2 separate regions of the Sus scrofa genome follow, and region 2 is linked to region 1. Evidence: chromatin contacts called from public HiChIP or PLAC-seq data. All regions are on one chromosome and are shown on one strand. The core of a region is the stretch at or near the end of the contact, and the rest is flanking DNA. Distances in the headings are between cores, read along the strand shown. Region 1 holds the start of PPP1R12B (protein phosphatase 1 regulatory subunit 12B). Region 2 overlaps PPP1R12B (protein phosphatase 1 regulatory subunit 12B).

What was found. HiChIP or PLAC-seq counts read pairs in DNA pulled down with a chosen protein or histone mark.
Region 2: a contact with region 1 is called in an H3K27ac HiChIP or PLAC-seq map of skeletal muscle. The contact joins the enhancer-like site here to the promoter of PPP1R12B in region 1. A contact is called at or near these places in 2 of 5 promoter capture datasets (fetal skeletal muscle and skeletal muscle), 9 of 47 Hi-C or Micro-C datasets (brain, embryonic fibroblasts, fetal heart ventricle and 3 more) and 2 of 2 datasets of contacts at active chromatin or transcription factors (alveolar macrophages and skeletal muscle).

The regions. Positions count from the first base shown.
Region 1 is chr10:24,458,572-24,465,977 of Sscrofa11.1, forward strand. It overlaps PPP1R12B (protein phosphatase 1 regulatory subunit 12B), which reads left to right and starts at 5,432. Exons shown (of 25, transcript XM_021064548.1): 1 at 5,432-6,871. The coding sequence starts at 6,581. UBE2T (ubiquitin-conjugating enzyme E2 T) reads right to left here and starts at 514. Exons shown (of 6, transcript XM_021064545.1): 1 at 436-514.
Region 2 is chr10:24,496,453-24,502,823 of Sscrofa11.1, forward strand. All of the region lies in intron 1 of PPP1R12B (protein phosphatase 1 regulatory subunit 12B), which reads left to right. Among named protein-coding and RNA genes, the nearest start is that of PPP1R12B, 36 kb to the left of the region's middle. Within about 2 kb of position 4,374, at least 11 of the 83 cell types and tissues checked have an H3K27ac peak or open chromatin away from gene starts, as enhancers often do. A contact at or near this core is called in alveolar macrophages, fetal skeletal muscle and skeletal muscle, where this site is marked.

The sequences.
Region 1 (7,406 bases), core at 4,182-6,681:
CACCGACTTCTCTCTGAGGCCCACAGTCTGTAGACGTATACACACGTCACCCCTCCTCTAGGAATGCAGCCTAGCCCCTCACTCCTACCGCAAGGCCCAGCTCTCTGTTTCCACAAACTTGCTGTGAGTTGTAATCTACCCCGGCAGCTGCTCTGCACCGGGAGCGGGACGCGGCGGGGAGAGCAGGGGAATGTCGGGGACGGGGGGTGGGGGGACGCCCGGGTGGGAGGAAGGGGAATGTCTGGGAAGGGGGACACTCAGGTAGGGGGCTGCCGGAGGCGTGTGCCAACGGGGCTGTCAAGACAACCACATGCTCCGCCACACAGCCGCTCGCGGGAGATGATACTTCCTCGCTGGGCAGAAAGACCCTGCCGCCGCCGCCGCCCCCGCCAGCCAGTAACCTCTAAGCCGAGAAGCCCACCGACCCGCTCTTACCTGCGCGGATCTCCCTCGCAGCGCAGCGGCGCCAACCAGCCTGCACAGCGCCTGCGCGAGCCCGAGGGTTGCGTCTCCCCTCCTCCGGCCGGCGAGGGTTGTGATTGGTCCGGAGCGCCGCCCGGGGAGGAGTGCGGCCTCCGATTGGCCGGCCTCCGAGCGGCGTCCGCCCACCCGTTTTGAACCAGAGCGCGGGGCGGTGGCTGCGGTTTCCAGTCGGGTTCAGTGGGTCGCAGGGGTAAGGATTGCACATCGCTTCCAGAAGCTCCGTGGGAGTAACTGGTCAGGAGAAGGAACTGCAAGCGAGGTTCCTCGCCGTAGGGTCAGACCCGCGGACGGCGCTCTGGGGATTCCCCGGAGCCCGAGAAGCGCGGGGATTCCGGGCCGGGTTCCGACTCTGGGCGCGGGGACCTTGCGCGGTGCTCGGACGCCACGGCGGGCTGGAGACCACACCCGCCTTCGCTTCCTGCTCCGGCTGCGGGAGAGCTGCCAGTCTTCCTAAACGTGCGAGCCAGTGCAGTTTGACCGCTGCTCTGACAGCTGCCGAAATTTCTGCGTTCCGCCCAAATCGGTGTTAAGTAGCCCCCTGGTTCCTTGCGGCCGCCCTCTCTCCGCCGGAGACCCACGGCCCCCCACCCCCGAGACCGTCCACGGTACTACCCGGTGCTGTCCAATCTAGTCTCCCGTTAGCTGTTGGGGTTTTCCCTTTACTGTTAGCGTTGCCTCATTGTAGGGAGGTGTTTTCTGTCGTAATCCCTTCACTGTTTCCACCCCGATTGTAACTGTGGTTGTATTATAATTTTATTACAGTTACAGTTCTGTCCTCCGAGCTGAAATTGATTGTTTTCTTGGGTGGTTTTCTGAAAATCGAGTCTTTTATTCTTTTTCGTCCTCACCAGCGGCATTTGGAATTCTCAGGCCAGGGATCAAATGTGAGCTGGAGCTTGTGACCCACACCACGGCCGCAGCAACTCGGGATCCTCAACGCACTGCGCTGGGCCAGGAATCAAACCTGAGCCTCCACAGAGACAACCCGGGTCATTAAGCCAACTGTGCCACAGTGGGAACTCCCTGAAAATCAAGTCTCTAAAATATCTTTTAGAAAAACCAGGAGCTATGTTGAGTCTGGTGGAAAGGAGAGATGATATGATAAAACAAGTCAATACCTGTAGTTTTGGCAACAGAAAGAATTGGATAAAAGGAAGGAAGGAGGGAGGGAGGGAGAAGGAAGGAAGGAAAGAAGGAAGGAAGAAAAGTAAAAGAAAAAGAATTCTAGGGGGTAAATGTACAGCTTCCATGTGTCCACCAGAGGGAGGTATGTTAACTGGTGAGAACAGAGGCCACGCTGATTTTCATAACCTGTGTGTACCAGTGTCATTGCTTTAAAAACCAGAGTATTCTGATTTGTAGTTTATTTTTGAAGTGTACGGGAAAGTATTATTTAATAAAAGTTTCCTCACTTTATGCAAGAATGTATGTGCATTCTAGCTGGGTCACTTAGCACATTTCAAAGTACAAAAATTACAGCAATCGTTTTGTAATGTATAAAAACACCAAATCACTATGTTGGGCAGCGGGAACTAACAAAGTTCGTAGGTTAACATGCTTCAACGAACAAACTTATAGAAAAAGAGATCAGATTTGTGGTTAGCAGAGGCAAGGGAATTGGGTGAATGGTCAGGAGGGACAAACTTCCAGCTATAAGATAAGTACTAGGGATGTTATGACCAATATGATGCTGTATGTTCTGTAAGAAAGAGGGTAAATCCTAGGAGTTCTCATCACAAAATATTTTTTTCTTTTATTTTGTATCTATATGAGATGATGGATGTTGACCACACCTTTGTAGTAAGCATCTCATGATGTATGTAAGTCAAATCATTATGCTGCATACCTTAAACATAGTGCTGTTATGTCAATTACATCTTAATAAAACTAAAAAGAATAAGGACAAAGGTGGAGTTCCCACTGTGGCACAATGGGATTGGCAGTGTATCTGCAGCACCAGGAAGCAGGTTTGATCTCGGCCTGGCACAGTGGGCTAAAGGAAGCAGTGTAGGTTGCATCTGATACCTGGCCTGAGAACTCCATATGCCATGGGGTGGCCAAAAACGGGGAAAAAGTACAAAAATTGTGGGGGGGGATTTCCTTTTTTTTTTTTTTTTTGCTTTTTAGGGCCACACCCCCACCATATGGAAGTTCCCAGCTAGGGGTTGAATAGGAGACGCAGCTGCCAGCCACAGCCACTCAGGATCCAAGCCACATCTTTGACTTACACCACAGCTCATGGAAACACCAGATCCTTAACCCACTGAATGAAGGCAGGGATCAAACCCATGTCCTCATGGATACTAGCCAGATTCATTTCCACTGTGCCACAACAGGAACTCCTGTTGTTTTTTTTTTTTTTTAATACACAGGATTGTCGGGATTTATCCACTGGTACATAAAATATTATTTTCTTTAGAATATTTAGGAAATCCAAACTATCATGTTTGTTTACTGATAGTAAACAATCATATAAGTTTATTGTATAAGTTTATACTCAGCCCTGGTTGGGGGAAGATGTTTCAGAAAAAGAACTTAGATGATTTTAATTGCAAAAAACTTTCAAGTCATCATGCCCAGATTGATTATGTTTTATTTCTTGTGGCCTTTTGTGGGGGGCTGAGCTAGTTAAATTATTTAGATTATAATAATTATCACTGCTTTCTGTAATCACATAGCTGGAAGATACATGCCTTTTAATTATCCATGGAATTTAGCTACTTACATTTTTCTTTAAAATCTCCAGAGAGTGTAACACATTCTTACTACCTCAGGAAAAACACAAGTAAAATAGATACAGTAAAATAGATAGTTCCAGTGCTCACTGGAACTTCCCAGTATTGAGACTGAATTTTTCCTATTGAAATTCAAGTTCATACCTCTTGGGATAGTAAAGATTTAACTTAGACTTGGCTAATTTTAGCTTACTTACACAAGGGAAGGCAGATATTTATTCTTTCCTGATACTGAATGTGAAAAGAATACAGCTGAGAGAAATGTAACATTATTGGTGTTCCCCTTGTGGCTCATCAGTAAGGAACCTGACTAGTATCCTTGAGGACATGGGTTTGATCCCTGGCTTCACTCAGTGGATCGAGGACCTGGTTTTGCCTGAGCTGGGGTGGAGGTCGCAGATGAGGCTTGGATCCTTCGTTGCTGTGGCTGTGGGGTAGGCCGGCAGCTACAGCTCTGCTTTGACCCATAGCCTGGGAACTTCCATATGCCACAGGTGCAGCCCTAAAAAGACCAAAAAAAAAGTAACATTATTAATTCATGAAATTTTTACCCAAGCTAAAAAATGCTTATTAGAAAATCAGTAAGTAAAACATGTGGTCCAATTCTACATACTTTCTTTCTTTCTTTTTTTTTTTTTTTTGAGAAACTGTCATGTACCAGCATCATAATATTAAGATGGTGCATGTGGATTGCTGTCAGAGATGTGCTTCCTGAGGTTTCTGCAATTTGCATGATGCTGAAACCTTGCCCTTCTCTTGCTTTTTGATTTTCTAGACTGGCAGAGTTTAAGCTAATAATGGTTTCCTGAAGAGGGTTAGGTTCCTATCTAGTTTAATATCAATATTTCTTTTATCCTATAGGGACAGTTCTATTTGAGAGCTTGTGGGCAATTTTAATTATCAGCAAGAGGCTGAGTTGAAATAAGAGTTTCCACGTTGACAAGCTACAAAGTCAATCTCATACAGAATTTTATTTTTTTGTAATTTTATTATCAAGAACCAGTGTTTTGGGTTTGTTTTTTGTTTTTGTTTTGTTTTTTGCCTTTTTAGGGCCACACCCGCAGCATATGGAAGTTCCCAGGCTAGGGGTCAAAGCAGAGCTGTAGCTGCCAGCCTATGCCACAGCCACAGCATTGCAGGATCCGAGCCACGTCTGTGACCTACAACACAGCTCATGGTAATACTGGATCCTTAAACCACTGAGTGGATGGAACCTTTGTCCTCATGGATGTTAATCGGGTTTGATACCACTGAGCCATGATGGGAACACCTCTCATACAGATTTCCAGTAGATGATGAAGTATAACAAGTTCTGTGGTAACTAAATTAATGCAAGGAACACATGGCTATATAAAGTATACAGTATTACATCTTTTATTTTTATATACATTGTTATTCACAGTTCACCAAGATGCTAATAACTTAATTAGCATTTATGAAGAATTTAAGGATACCTAATTAAGCATATTTATTTATTTTTGTCTTTTTGCCATTTCTTGGGCTGCTCCCGTGGCATATGGAGTTTCCCAAGCTAGGGGTCTAATCGGAGCTGTAGCTGCTAGCCTATGCCAGAGCCATAGCAACTCAGGATCCCAGCCACATCTGCGACCTACACCACAGCTCACGGCAACGCCGGATCGTTAACCCACTGAGCAAGGGCAGGGATCGAACCTGCAACCTCATGGTTCCTAGTCAGATTCGTTAACCACTGAACCACGACGGAAACTCCAAATTAAGCATATTTAGATAGAGTATTACTAAGCATATTTTATATCTAAGTGTCCCTTTTCATTTGCTTCTCAGCTCATCTCAGGAAAAAGTGAAGCACAGACAAATGTTCACATGATAGAATATAATAAAGTTTCCCTTCACAATGACCTAATCTTTTTTTTTTTTTGTCTTTTTGCCTTTTCTAGGGCCACACAACAGCACATGGAGGTTCCCAGACTAGGAGGGGTCTAATCCGAACTGTAGCCGCGGGCCTGCACCAGAGCCACAGCAACGCAGGATCCTCAACCCACTGAGTGATGCCAGGGATTGAACCCACATCTTCATGGATACTGGTCGGGTTTGTTTCTGCTGAGTCAAAATGTGAACTCCTTGCAACATTTTTTTTAGTGAAAAACTGAAAGTTTAAAGAACCTAATAATTGTATATGATCTCTTTCATTATGGAAAAAAAATTATTTATGTTTTGTCCAGGGCTAAAGCCTGGAGGGATATAGTTACTAAGTCAACTTTCTGTAAAGCTTTATGGAAGTATAGTTGATTTACAATGTTGTAATAATGCTAAGTCTATTTAACAGGTTTTATAACCAAGCTCTCTTTGAACATGAAAATGGCCTACTTGCTGCTTTAGGAGTTTTGTATGCTCTATAGTATTTTTTTTTTTAATTGAACTATAGTTGACTTGCAGTATTGTGTTTGCTCTGTATACGTTTTTTGTAGCTTTGGGTAAAAAAATCATGGAACACATGACATCCATTCTGTCTCCCAATAATTTAAGACACATGACATCCATTCTGTCTCCCAATAATTTAAGATCCACGAAAACTGGAGAAGAGGAGGAGAGAGAAAGAAGGGAAATTAGTATTTATTATGAGCTGATAGAAGCCAGGGATAGCACTAGGTATCCTTGCATATATCGTCTTATTCGAGCCACAGGACCATCCTGTGAGGTGACATTACCCCCTTTTTACAATCAAGGAAACAGGCTCAGAGAACTTCTGTATGGAGAACTGAATTTGAATGCTCTTTCCGCTGTACCTGCGTGCATCCTTCCCAGGGGCTTTTCAGGGCTACGTGTTCATGCCCTCTAAGTTAATAAAACTCTGGATTCAGAACCAGGACACAGTTTTGAAAGTTTTGGGTACTTCCCGTCCAGTTTTCTGCAACAGAAAGTAGGGATAACAACTGACCCCTTTTCCACTCCAAAAGATTGACGTGTTAATTAGGGAGCCAAAATTAGCTGGTAGTCGCAAAGAGAATGAACCACGACTCTTAACACGCCCACAGAGGCTGACTCCGGCCAGGGACAGCTCCCGCTTGGGGCGGAGGTGACCTCGCAGGTCTGCGGCCAAGTAGGGAGCTCCCGGACCGCGCCTCTCTCGCGGTCCGTCCAGGGACTTGTAGTTCCCGTCAGGCGCGGGCGCGCCCGGGCGTGGGGGACGCGCGGCTCTCCTACTACAAGTCCCGTGATGCTCCGGGGCGCCGCTGCAACTGCGTGCTGAGGCCGCGGGGCGTGCGGGCGGCGCGGGCGGCGCGGCGGCGGAGCAGTAAAGATGGCTGCGCGTGGGTCTCCGCCCTCCTCTCCCGGCTGAAGCGCTCGGAGGCGGCGGCGGGGCGGCTCGGAGCAGCGGCGTTATGGCAGAGCTGGAGCACTTGGGCGGGAAGCGGGCCGAGTCGGCGCGGGCGCGGCGGGCCGAGCAGCTGCGGCGCTGGCGGGGTTCGCTGACGGAGCAGGAGCCCACCGACCGGCCGGGCGCGGGGCGGCAGCCGCAGAGTCGGCGCGCGGGCCCGCGGGTCCGCTTCGAGGACGGCGCCGTGTTCCTGGCTGCCTGCTCCAGCGGAGACACCGACGAGGTGAGGCGGCTCCTGGCCCGGGGCGCCGACGTGGACACGGCCAATGTCGACGGCCTGACAGCCCTGCACCAGGTGAGCGCAGCGCGGGTGCTGCGAGCCCGCTTCTCGCCGCCGCCGCTCGGCGGCCGGCTGTTCCCGACCTCGCAGGACCGGCGCCCGCCGCAGTCGGGTGTTTGTATTTCCCTCCCGCTCCGCGGGTCGTCATGGTTACCGGTGCTTTGGCCGGGGGTCTGCTGCGCTCTCGAGTCCTGCTTTCTGTGCGAGTCGTTCTGCCGTCTCTGAGAGCGCATCCCGTGCTGGGGAGGGCGGAGGGCCGAAGGGTCTGAAACCACACCTGGTTTTCTGGTTTTCTGGTTTGCAGTGATTTACAGGTTCTGCGTTCGTCGCGCTGTAGCTCCCCGAGCACCCCATCCTCAAGGAAGGAAGCCTTACTTTATTCCTCTACGGAGCGCTGACCTGCAGGGTCACTTACATTTGTTTGACGTTTTTGGAATAGCTTTTTTTTCCGCTAAAGCTTCTGTAGGAATCACACGCCCTATATAGAACTGGAGTATGTGATTGTGGATAACCTGACAGTTCCGTGCTTGGTAATTAACACCTTAACTTA
Region 2 (6,371 bases), core at 3,124-5,623, 37 kb after region 1:
TTTGTGTTTAAGTATGTAGTGTTTGCACTTTCTTGTGCTAACTCTTAGAGGCTAAACAAGGATAATAACACAACGATAGTCCTAGTGGCAGCAAACAGATGGTGTTTAGCCGTATACTGGGCACTAAGTGTTTTTTGTTTGTTTGTTTGTTTTTGTTTTTTTTTCTTTTTGCCATTTCTTGGGCCGCTCCCGTGGCATATGGGAGGTTCCCAGGCTAGGGGTCTAATCGGAGCTGTAGCTGCCAGCCTACGCCAGAGCCACAGCAACACGGGATCCGAGCCACATCTGCGACCTACACCACAGCTCACGGCAACGCCAGATAGTTAACCCACTGAGCAAGGCCAGGGATCAAACCCGCAACCTCATGGTTCCTAGTCAGATTCGTTAACCACTGAGCCATGGCGGGAACTCCGAGCACTAAGTGTTTTTATGTGCCTGAGCTCCTTTGTCACCTGTGGCTTAGGTACCATGATGGCTGGTAATTCTACAGAAAAGGGAGTGGACGCCCAGAACCCAGAGCTGTGCTTGGTAGTCCTGGGGGTGGGCCCAGGGCCCAGGCAGCTTGTCCCACAGTCTGCACCCCATCACCCTGCCGGGGAGGCTTGTCCACACTCCGCACCCTGCATCCTGACCAGGAGTCTTGTCCACCGTCTGCGCCCGCACCCTGACCAGGAGAGTTGTGCCTTTACCCTGTCAGCCCCTGCTCAGTCAAGGACTCTGCACGTGGGGAGGCAGGACAGTGACAGGGACCATGTGTTAGGAGCTTTGCCTGAGCCGAACTCTTGATGAGGTATGCCTGAACGAGAACAACTTGTTTATTGTCTTAGGGGTGAAATTTGCTGTACTGGTTTACTCTTTCTGAGAATCTGATCTTGCTGCAGTTTCTCCGTCGCCTTTCCTCCTTCCCCAGCTTCTCTTTCTGAGGCTCTCCGGACAACTGTGAGGTGCTGTCCGCACCGTTGCTTTCAAACTGCACTCCTGCTGCTGATGAAACGTTCATTTCTGGGCATGGAGCAATCTGGAGGGTGGTAGAGAAATCCCGCTCCCTGGCGTGGCAGTTTACTCTCCACACCAGTCGGCTGCAGCGTAGGCCTCAGGGGGCCGAGGTTAGGACAGGTAGCCACGGTATGAGGGAGGTTTCCAATCTAGACTCCGGCTGATCAACAGCATGGTATCCAAAGCCCTTTAATGGGATCTTTGAGTTTTGCACTTAGTCTAGTTAGGAGTGACCAACTCACATCAACCAATTGGCCACATTCCTCATGAAATTATTGGAGAGCTAGACTAATATCAGTTTGCCCTATGGATGCTAAAGCAAAGTTTTTTATTTTTTTGTTTTTGTTTTTTGTCTTTTTGCCTTTTGTAGGGCCACTCCCTCGACATATGGAGGTTCCCAGGCTAGGGGTCTAATTGGAGCTGTAGCTGCCGGCCTACACCACAGCCACAGCAACACAGGGTCTGAGCCACGTCTGCAACCTACACCACAGCTCAAGGCAACGCCAGATCCTTAACCCACTGAGTAAGGCCAGGGGTTGAACCTGCAACCTCATGGTTCCTAGTTGGATTCGTTAACCACTAAGCCACGACGGGAACTCCAGCAAAGTTATTTTTAAGAAGATAGTATCAGGTGTTAAAAATGTTCCATGGCCCAAGGGGTATCTTGGACTGTGAATGGTGTTTTGGATACCTCTAAATTGGTAGGTAGAAAACAGGTGGTTCTACAACTGAATATGTGACTTTAAATAATTCCTTTCAAGTTTCTGGGCCTAGTTTGTGCATCTGTAAAATGGGAAGTCCCCCTGCTTGCCGCTCCAGCTGCCACATTCTTTCCTTCTCCTACAGCTTCGTTAGTGTGCTTTTCCCAGGGCCCTTCTTTAGGTCAGGTGTGTCAGTCATTACTGGGTATGCCTCAGCCCTTACTGCAGAATTTGGAAGAGGAGACCCTCATAAGGGCTTTCTTAGTTCTCTACAAGTGTGAGGCTGACTCATCAAGTACACTCTTTAGATCTGAGAGAAACTCATGCTAGGGATTTACCGCAATCGTTAGGCCTTACTTATTCTTCTGCAGTATTAGGATTATCAACAAGTGACAGAGTAGAGATTTGGAGATTGGAACTATGTAACTTGAATTGGAGAATAAGCATAGGCTTTGAGAAGATGCAGCTTTTTTTCTGGTCCCTTTCTTCATTTTCTTTCCTCTTGACTTTTCTAAGACCTGACTTAATGACAAGAGTTAGATCAGATGTACACAGTGTTTATAGTACAGAAGTTGCCAAGGTAATAATTGTTAAGACTGTTGAGTGGGCTTGTCTTCATTAAGTGCATGGGGAAGGTTGGGGAGTGTTATTTGAAGGTGAGGGTTTGAGGCACTTGGAGGAGGTCATATTAGGACCCAGAATAAGCAAAGTTTTGAAATCTAAATACCGTCGACCCGTAGGCGGTATGATACTTGCTCATAAATGAAGGAAGATTTCTCTGATTCCAAATTATACACATTTACAGTCTTGGGGGTAATACACTAGTTTATTGAGAGCAAGATCTTAGTCAGTGTGACACTCCATGGAAAGTTCTTCAGTTCTACTGTCTGTCTTGGCTCCTTCCCCTGAAAGGCTGTAGGTCTGTGTCCAGAGCCGGCCTGACCACTGAGTACATTATCAGATATAGCTCCGACCCTCTGGAAGCCAAACTGTGCCGTGGGGCTGTGAGGCTTTGATGCAGGGCTGGCAGCGGCTGGAGTCACCTGTCGTGCTGGAGCCGGCAGGCTGCTGGCATGTTTCTTCCTGAAACAGTGGTCACACGGCATCACAGTCGGGATGGAAGGTCTGACTCAAGCGCAGGCCCAGGGCTCTGATCTACAGCATGTTAACGCCCTTTCATCATGCTGGTCTGCTGCCGGTCGAGGTTTCCCAGTGTACTGACTCCTTTATCACCTGGAATTTACTGGTATAAATCCCTGTCTTGTGACGAGGCTGCCTTCTTGGAACAAGGGGACTTTGTTTGGTGATGTTGTCATTCAGTGCTGCCCCTGAGCTTCAGCTCAGTCCTCAGCCAGAAACCCTTCAGCAGCATACCTAGGGCAAGAACACGGGCCGGTCTTTCAGGGCATTGGCTCTTTGGCTGAAGATTGAGTTAAAAACCTTCCAAAACCTTCTGTTAAATGTAGTTGTAGCCTAAGAAGTGGTACCGTTAATTTTCTGACCACTTTTCATCCAGCAAAGAGGAGGGGACTCCTGCTGTGAGTTTGTTAGTACCGAGGAGTAAGGATGGGCAGACCCGCTAGGTTCTGACTTCCTACTCTGTGCCAGTTGGATTTGTCTCCTGCACCTTCTGTGACAAAGCACCATAAACTTGGTGGCATAAAACAGCAGAAATCTCTTATCACACAGCTCTGGAGATGAGAAGTCTGAAGCCATGGTGCTGAGCGGGAAAGCTCTTCTTTGCCTCATCCAGCTCCTGGTGACTGCCGTCTTCCCTGTGGCCGCCTCAGTTGGGCCTCTGCCTCCTCTTCTCTCTTTTCAGTCTCCCCCTCCCTGCCTGCCTGTCTCTTTTAGGGACACTTGTCATTGATACAAGTTTGGGAGCATAGAGGACAAACAGTGAAAGGTCAGAATGGGGATGTGTGCCCGACATCACCATCTCCCAGCCCTGTGTCAGCTTGACTTGTTGAGATCAAGACGGGGGGCGGAGGGGGGGGGGCGGGAGATCCAGATGAGGAGGTGTCACCTGTGCTGGATCAGACTCGGCTCTGTGGGGGACACCGTCCTGGGCCAGGGCAGGTGGTCTCGGCAGTGTTCTGAGACACAGCAGCAAGGTAGTGCTGGGAGCAGCAGCACTTGGTGGCGGTGACAGTCACAGGCTATTTTGGGAACGGTTGAGGCTTTGTTTTGTAAGGCCTCCTCTGCATGCCCAGATTTAGCTCTGGCACTGATGAGCCGTCAGCTGCCTTTGCTTTGTATTAGGTGCAGTAGCGAGATCATAGTGCTCAATCCCATTTTATTGGCAAAATCAAGGACTTTCCCTTGGAGGTAGCTTGTCATTGCCGGGGAAATGTGACGTGCTGATTTTAGGAAGCTTTAGATTATTATCTGGCATTTTTTCTAATAGCTCTCTGGACTAAGAAATCAATAATTCTCGTTTCTTAAGGAGCTTAGAGCAAGTTGTTACTTGAGTAATATTCCATGTGTCTTTGGGGAAACAAAATAGAAAGAAATGGACATAAGCCGAGACAGAAGGAATAGGATTAAATGCAAAGAAGCATTTCCCCCCTGCTGTCCCGAGTGACATCAGAAACCTACTAGCCTTCTTTGCTTGCTGGAGAGAAGGAAACGGCATCTCTGGAAGGCCCAGTACTGCCTGTGCAGGGGCGCGGCCACACCACTCTGTGGGTGGCGAGGCTGCTCCTCTGCGCGATGCGGCCCGAGGGAGTCAGCGGCACAGCTGCTGCCCGGCGGGCGGAAGGGCATCTAAATTTAGTCATTACTGAGTTGAGAGGCTTTTCAGGGACTTGCGTCTCTCCTCCATGGCTTTAGTCCTGTTCCTTCTGGAGGAAAAAGCCAAAGAAGAGAGAACGGTCACTCCTGGATGGTGCATGAGTGTGCCCTGCTGCCTTGTCAGTGGGGCTGCCAGGGACGGCGTGCACACCCCTGTGATCACCCACCCTCCAACTCAGCAACCTGCAGAGTCCTGGATGTCAGAGAGGGAATCTTCCCCAGTCAGACTTCACAGACAAGCTCAGAGCCTTACTAGTTCAAGGACATTTTAACCAAGCTGCCTTCCTCCCAGAAGGTGCTGGAGCTGGGAGGCAGTGGTCAGTGAGGAGAGAGCAGAGTTTACGCTTTTTCCTGGGGAAGTTGTGGCCCTTTGTTAAACCACAGTCTTAACAGCAGCGGCAGGGTTTACCTCCTTGAATCCCCACAAAGTCCTGCTCAGATGAATGCCCGGGGCTCAGTCTGCCCTCGCTCAGGCCTGCACGCACTGGCAGGGCTGCTGCTGAGCTCGGGTCTGCCCACCTCCAGAGCTGGAGCTCCTCACCACTGCTGTCCTGTGCTTTGTGGAGGGCTTGGGGGCTCATCCCACACCTGTCCTGCCTTGTCTTCTCTGACGGCTTTGGAGATGGGTGCTCTGAAATCACAGTGCTGATTAGGCCAGCTTTTGTTGTTTTGTCTCACATCCTCACGTTGTCATTCTTATAAAATCTATATCAAGGGAGTTCCCGCCATGGTGCACTGGTGCACTGAGTTAGAAGGAGGAGTTGGGGTCACTGTGGAGGTGTGACTTTGATCCCCAGCCAGGCGCAGTGGGTTAAAGGATCTGGCCTTCCTGCAGCTGTGGCTTAGAGTTGCAACTGTGGCTCAGATTCAGTCCCTGGCCCCAGAACTTCCATATGCCACAGGCGTAGCCATAAAAATAAAAAAATATATACTATATCCAGGATTCGAGACTTATAGATAGAAATGATCATGAACCTGAAAAGGAAGAGAACTAAAGTTATGATGGGGTCAAGGAGATCAAGAAAAGGAAGGGAGAGAAATATGAGGGAAGGAAGGAGAAAAGATAGGGTTTCTTCTGTTTGGTACCTGGACTAGCTGGGCTCATTTGAGCCTCCGGACTTTGGCTGTTGTCATCTTCAAAGGGCAGAGAATGATCTTGCAAACATTGGCTTCCAAAATTCTGCCTGGCAGTGGTGTGCCATTGGCTAAGTGTTCAGGCTGTTCTTCTTTGAGAGCCAAAGACATTTTGCAGTCAAGCAAGAAGCACTTGGCCCAGCCACTTACCACAAGTTAAGACAGCACATTTGACCTTGACATAGGAATTCATCATCACTTTCTTCTCCTTGGACTGAAGTGCTTTTTTGAAGAAGTACCCCTTCCATCCTTTCCTTTAAACACTTAAAGTTTTTGTTTTTGTTCTTTTATTTTGAACTTGCATGTGCAGCATACGAAAGTTCCCAGGCCAGGGGTCAAATTGGAGCTGCAGCCACCAGCCTACACCACAGCTCACAGCAACACTGGATCCGAGCTATATCTGCGACCTATGTCACAGCTTGTGGCAACGCTGGATCCTTAACCCACTGAGCTGAGCAAGGCCAGGGATCAAACCCGAATCCTCATGAATACTAGTCGGATTCTTAACCTGCTGATCCAACAATGGATTTAAAGTCTTTTTTTTTTTTTTTTTTTTTTTTTTGTCTTTTTTGCCATTTCTTGGGATCCGAGCCACATCTGCGACCTACACCACAGCTCACGGCAACGCCGGATGGTTAACCCACTGAGCAAGGGCAGGGATCGAACCCGCAACCTCATGGTTCTTAGTTGGATTTGTTAACCACTGCACCACGACGGGAACTCCTGGATTTAAAGTCTTTATTAACA